Regions from separate parts of the Sus scrofa genome. Here region 1 is linked to region 2. The links are chromatin contacts, called in public Hi-C maps. All regions are on one chromosome and are shown on one strand. The core of a region is the stretch at or near the end of the contact, and the rest is flanking DNA. Distances in the headings are between cores, read along the strand shown. Region 1 has its middle 12 kb from the start of BECN2. Region 2 overlaps LOC100739202 (kinesin-like protein KIF28P).

The links. A called contact is a pair of places that touch in the nucleus more often than the background predicts.
Region 1: a contact with region 2 is called in a Hi-C map of undifferentiated spermatogonia, with 2.1 times the contacts expected there. The contact joins two enhancer-like sites.

The regions. Positions count from the first base shown.
Region 1 is chr10:15,399,593-15,402,684 of Sscrofa11.1, reverse strand. No RefSeq gene overlaps it. Among named protein-coding and RNA genes, the nearest start is that of BECN2, 12 kb to the right of the region's middle. Within about 2 kb of position 1,799, at least 2 of the 83 cell types and tissues checked have an H3K27ac peak or open chromatin away from gene starts, as enhancers often do. A contact at or near this core is called in undifferentiated spermatogonia, where this site is marked.
Region 2 is chr10:15,164,481-15,167,606 of Sscrofa11.1, reverse strand. LOC100739202 (kinesin-like protein KIF28P) reads right to left here. Exons shown (of 24, transcript XM_005667953.2): 15 at 1,483-1,601; 16 at 800-907. Among named protein-coding and RNA genes, the nearest start is that of SCCPDH, 98 kb to the left of the region's middle. Within about 2 kb of position 1,451, at least 1 of the 83 cell types and tissues checked has an H3K27ac peak or open chromatin away from gene starts, as enhancers often do. A contact at or near this core is called in undifferentiated spermatogonia, where this site is marked.

The sequences.
Region 1 (3,092 bases), core at 550-3,049, 230 kb before region 2:
CCACTGCAGGAGAAAATGTCCCAATAAAAAGGTAGAAAGGAGAGACCCGGCCATGACGACTAAGCAAAGTCCAGCCAACGGCCCCAACCACCCCTCCCCCCATCTGCTTCTGTAAATTTGTTTCCACATCGATTCCCTTGCCTGATGTCACTCGGGTCCAACTAGCCCAGCATGGACCCCGAAGAGGGAGCCCACAAAAGCCTTGTGAAACCCTGACTCAGGGCTCAGACTCTGGAGATCCATCTCCTCGGAGCCCGCCGGCGTCATCCACCTGAGTTCTCCAACTCTCCGAGCGCTCACTTGGTTTCTCGCCGGGTAAAAGAGCGGACCCACTTGCAGCCACAGAGCTGCTGGAGCTGCTGCCCTACAGCCACAGGGCTGTCGCCAGAGCTGGAACGCTGCGGCGCGGGGCTGCTGGGCAGCTGCCGGAACACCACAAGGGAAGTCCTGCTCCTAATTCTTTTTTTTTTTTTTTTTTTTTTTTGCCTTTAGGGCCACACATGCAGCAGATGGAAGTTATTACATAATTAACTGTAACAAATGGTGGGAAAGCTTAAAATTGAATATTCAACTCAGGTGGCTATGGCAGAAAAGATAATGCCCCCCCCAAGACATTCACCACTTAATCCCCCTGAACTATGACTATGTTATATCCCATGGCAAGGGAAAACCCAGGGTTTGGATAGAAATAAGGAAGCTAGGAGCTCCCACTGTGGTTCCACAGGTTAAGAACTCTACTAGTATCCATGAGGAGGTGGGCTTGATCCCAGGCCTTGCTGCTCAGTGGGCTCAGGATCCGGCGTTACTGCAAACTGTGGTGCAGGCCGCAGATGTGGCTCGGATCTGGTGCTGCTGTGGCTGTGCTGTAGGTCCAAAACGGCAGCTCCAATTCAACCCCTACCTAGCCTGGGAACTTCCATGTGCTGCACCTGCGGCCATAAACAAGAAGAAAAAAAAAAAGAATTAAGGAAGCTAATCAGCTGACTTCATATGAAGATGATCCTGAATTGCCCCGGTGGGCCTGAAGAAATCACCAGGGTTTAAGTGGGGAAGGGTCACTTGAGTCAGGGATGGAAACGGGACCACAAAAGCTGGGAGCCTTTAGAAGCTGGGAAAGCTAAGAAAGCAGATTCTCTCTTAGAGCATCCCGAAGGATGGCAGCCCAGCTGACACCCTGACGTTAGCCCTGCGAGACCCTGACCTCTAGAACCGTCAGGGAATAAGGCTGTGTTGCGATAGGCCATGAATTTGTGGCAATTTGGGGTGAACTGTTACATCAGCAGTAGGAAACTAATACAGGGGGAGAGCCTGGAAATCTTCCATCAGGTGTAGGCTCTTAAACTAAGAGCCAAAGGAACCGTTCACGGATAGACAAGCAAAGCGACGGGTCCAGACTCACCCGGCAGATGGGCTTAGTGCAGAGAGCCGAGGTGGAGAAACTCAGCAGGTGTCTGAACAGGCTGGACCAGGTAGGCAGCGTTCAGAGTGTTGATCCGTCTAGAAGCAATGAAGATGGGCTGAAGGACTTAAGCCTGAGCGTGGCAGCAGCAGGATTTGACTGACTGCAACGTCAGTTCCGGATCCGCCCCCTACCGCCCCCCACCCATTTTATTGCTCACGGTGCTGGGTCCTCGGAAGTGCGCATTAATACGAACCAGACGCACAAAGCAAGGCCAAAAGGCTAGGACGACTTCCATGACACACGCCAGACTCCACAGCAAATGATTTTTGCATTAACCCCCAGACATTGTCTCCTCCCCACTTAAGTGAGTAATTAGAAGATAACACGAACATCAAGAAAAGTCTGGTCCCTGAGAGTTCCCGTCGTGGTGCAGCGGGAACGAATCCGACTAGGCACCGTGAGGTTGCCGGTTCAATCTCTGGTCTCGCTCACTGGGTTAAGGATCCGGTGTGGCCGTGAGCTGTGGTGTAGGTCGCAGACGCAGCTCGGATCTGGTGTGGCTGTGGCTGTGGTGTAAGCCGGTGTCTCTAGCTCCAATTCGACCCCTAGCCTGGGAACGTCCAGAGCTGCGGGTGCGGCCCTAAAAAGACAAAAAGACACACACACAAAAAGGACTCTCCAAGGTGATTCTTTGAATCTTAGGCACGTTGCAGAAGCTCTGGTCCTTTGGGGGTGGTAACACCACTGCTGCTTGGTCCTCCCACTCCTTGGTAAATCACTCCTCCGCTGCACCTGTGTCCACTTTGTTTCAACTTTCTGAGCACTCACTGTGGCCCAGTACTGTATTAAGAGAGCGTGATGTCCCAGAAAGAGCCGGGTTGTCTTGTTATTTTATTTTATTTTATTTTTTTGGCAATGCCCATGGCATGCAGAGTTCTTGGCCCAGGGATCAAACTGACTGGTCCCACAAATTGGCTGCCCAAGCCACTGCAGTGACAAGGCCAGATCCTTAACCCACTGCTCCACAGACTCTTTTTATTAAAAAAAAAAAAAAATTTCATCATTATTACTCTTTCGGCGTCACCTGTGACATGCGGAAGTTCCTGGGCCAGAGCTTGACCTCGTGCCACAGCAGAAACTCAAGCCACTGCAGTGACAATGCTGGATCTTTAACCGGCTGAGCCACAAGGGAACTCCGAGAGCCAGATTTTTGTTATCAGACAAACCCGGGTTCAAAAGAAAGGCCTGATCCTGTGGGCCTGGGGGATTATTTAGTCTCTGCATCAGTGTCCTTATCCAAAAAATCTCTGTATTGTGCTTCAGAACATGAAGACTTTCTGAGCAAGTGATCATCAAAAGATCTGCAGAGGTTTTCAAAAATCTCACATCACAAATAAAAATCTTTTTTCATTTAAAAAATAAGAAAACAAGAGTTCCCGTCGTGGCTCAGTGGCTAACGAATCCGACTAGGAACCATGAGGGTGCGGGTTCGATCCTTGGCCTTGCTCAGTGGATTAAGGACCTGGCATTGCCCTGAGCTGTGGCGTAGGTTGCAGATGCAGCTCGGATCCAGCGTTGCTGTGGCTCTGGGGCAGGCAGGTGGCTACAGCTCTGATGAGACCCCCTAGCCTGGGAACCTCCATATGCCAAAGGAGCTGCCCTGAAAGGACAAAAGACAAAATATTTTTTA
Region 2 (3,126 bases), core at 202-2,701:
ACGGGGGTTCCTGTCGTGGCCCAGTGGTTAATGAATCCAACTAGGAACCATGAAGTTGCGGGTTTAGTCCCTGGCCTTGGTCAGTGGGTTAAGGATCCGGTGTTGCCATGAGCTGTGATGTAGGTTGCTCGGATCCCGCGTTGCTGTGTCTCTGGTGTAGGCCGGCGGCTACAGCTCTGATTTGACCCCTAGCCTGGGAATCTCCATATGCCGTGGCAGCAGCCCAAGAAATGGCAAAAAAAAAAAAAAAAAGACAAAAATAAATAAATACATAAATAAATAAAAATAAACAGATGGTGGGAGTTCCCGTTGTGGCTGAGCAGTAACAAACCCGACTAGTATCCATGAGGGACATGGGTTTGATCCCTGGCCTCACTCAGTGTGTTAAGGATCCAGCGTTGCCATGAGCTGTAGTGTAGATTATTAATGCGGCTCAGATCCCACGCTGCTGTGGCTGTGGTATAGGCCGGCAACTGAAGCTCCATTGGACCCTTAGCCTAGGAACCTCCATATACCTTGGGTGCAGCCCTAAAAACAACAACAAAAGAAATAAAAGAAAAAAGAAGAAAGCATTAACTGCCTATAGGTGGGAGAGATCCCAGGCCTTGGATCTGTGGGGGGAGGGGAGGCACAGAGGAAGGTCCCCAGGGTCTGTCCCCAGAATCCTGCTCAAACCTGGGAGAACCTGGCCCCTTTGCCGGGTCTGCACAGGCTGCAGCAGGTAAAGCAAACCAGGGTCCCCAGGAAACTCCCCAGAAACCCCTATGAAGACTGTCGCCCACCCCAGGGGCAGCCTCACCTGGTGAGTCTGACGGTTAGTCACCTTCACCGTGACCTCTTTTTGAAGGTCATAGCCCCTGGAGTCTGATGATGCTAAATTCTTCACTTTGAGCTCCATTTTAAGTCCCTGGTAAGAAAACCACCTCCACTAAATCATTCTGCCTTTATCAGCCTACCCCGCCTCTGCAATGTATTTTTCCTGCTCTCCACACGCAGGCTTCCTGAAAGAGGGTCCCTCCTCTCCTTAACTGCCTCCTAGAGAAACGACAAAGCACCAGAATTTCTCAACAGTACCCACACAGTTCCTATGAGGCGGGTCCCGTGTCACCAGGGAGCCATCCCCCAACCCAGGCCTTCTCTGTGGCAGAGAAGCCATCGAGGTGCCTGCACCCAGAGAGGCCACCTTGGAGGACAGCCTGGGCCGGGTGGCCATGGAGAGCAAGCAGTGGTCTGGGGTCCTGGTGGCCCCGGAGCCAGCGGGGCCAGAGGTGGAAGGCATGGCTCGAGGCCGGACCGGGAGGCCGGGACCAGGGAGGCCGCGGGGCTGTCGCTCGCGTACTGCGGGCTCTGGCGCAAAGCACCTCCTGCCCTAGGCCCGCGCGTCTGGTGTCTCCACCATGACGCCGGTTCTCGAAGGGCAGTCGGAGGGAGGGTGTGTGGAACCTGGTATCCGAGGCCGTTTCTGGAGTTTCCTAGCCTTACCTTCCCCAGCTCTTCGCTCATCTGATTGGCTTCTGCAACGAGTGGCATCAGTTTGACATAGTCCTGGAACACGGCCAGGACGCTGGGGTCCGCCTTCACGTCCCCACCGTGCAGCGCTCCTGGGGACGAGCGGAGAGGAAGGGACGTCACCCACTGCTGCTGGGATGCTTCTCAGCCGCGAATAAACGCACGGGGTCGCTGGTCCCTCTTCCCGTGGTTCATTCAGTTCCTCGAATATTTGACCGAATCCCGCTTGGCGGTGCCTCGTGTGTGTCAGGATCTCTCAACAATTCAGGGGCTCCCCGCCCTGAAGCCTGCGCCCCGGAATTCCCACCCACCCCCACCCCGATAGTCCTCACTGGCGCCGAGCGCCTTCAACCCAGGCTCTCTGGGGCTTGTTCAGCCTCATTGTGCTGCCAGCCCTGGGCCAAGACGCAAGTGTGCTGGCGGCCCTGTGAGTAAGTGAATGAAGAGCTGGGTACCCAGGCTTTTTTGGTGGCACAGGTCCTGTTCGCTCAGCTTTGGTCAGGAACTTGCAGAAAATGAACAAGGAGGTGAATTTCAAATCCATTTGTTTTGTTGAAATTCTGCAGGAAGATCTTTGGTAAAGGAAAAAGGGAGGAACCATTCGCACATATGTAGGTGCACCCACGGCTCTCGACGCAGGAGTTTTTGGGTGTGTTTTTTTGTTTTTTGCTTTTTAGGGGTGCAGGTGTAACATATGGAGGTTCCCAGGCTAGAGGTCGAATTGGAGCTGCAGCTGGCAGCCTACACCACAGCCACAGCAACACCGGATCCTTAACCCACTGAGCGAGGCCAAGGATCCAACTTGCATCCTCATGGGTACCAGTCAGGTTCCTAAGCCACTGAGCCACAATGGGAACTCCTCCAGGCATGAGTTTCCGTGGCAAGTTCAGGCAGAGTGTGCACTGGAGGGGAGCAAAGGCACAGGTGACCTGAGACTCTCCTTCCTTGGGAAGCAGAGACCCTGGTGCCGCCCAGGGCCCTGGTAGCTGGGCCTCCAATGAGGGGTGTGAGCAGATGCCTGGGGAGGGGAGAGAGGGGAGGGAAGGTGGTCAGGAGGCTCCATCTGAGCCGAGGGGAGACATGAATGAGGCAGACACCAGAGCTCCTTCTGACCAGGAAGCCCAGGTTGTTGTTGGGGGTGGCAGGTGGGCGGAGAGGATGAGGGGAAGCTTTGACCCAGAAATCCAGGGCACTCCTTTGCTCACTGCTGGGTCCCCAGGGCTTAGAGCCATATCTGGCACCTAGTCAGAGCTCAGTAAATACTTGTGGAGTGAGTATAAATGAATGGACAAAGAAGAGGGGAAAAAATCCCAGTTAGAGCTTATATTCTCATGTGGACAAAGGAATAATAATCAAATGAACTAAGGATAAAATAATTTCAAAATGTGACAAATGCTATGAAAGAAATACAGTTAAGTAAGAAAGAGTAAACAAATGAAGCCAAGCAAAGGGAAGATCTACCTGAGCAAGTGATGTCTGAGCTGAGAGAGGAAAGATGAGAAAGAAGACGCAAAGGAAAACAAGCAGCAAGTGCAAAGGTCCTGAGGCAGAAAGGGCTCAGTGTGTTTGAGGAGCAACACAGAGACCAGCAAGGTTCAAAGTAGGGTAAAGAAAAAG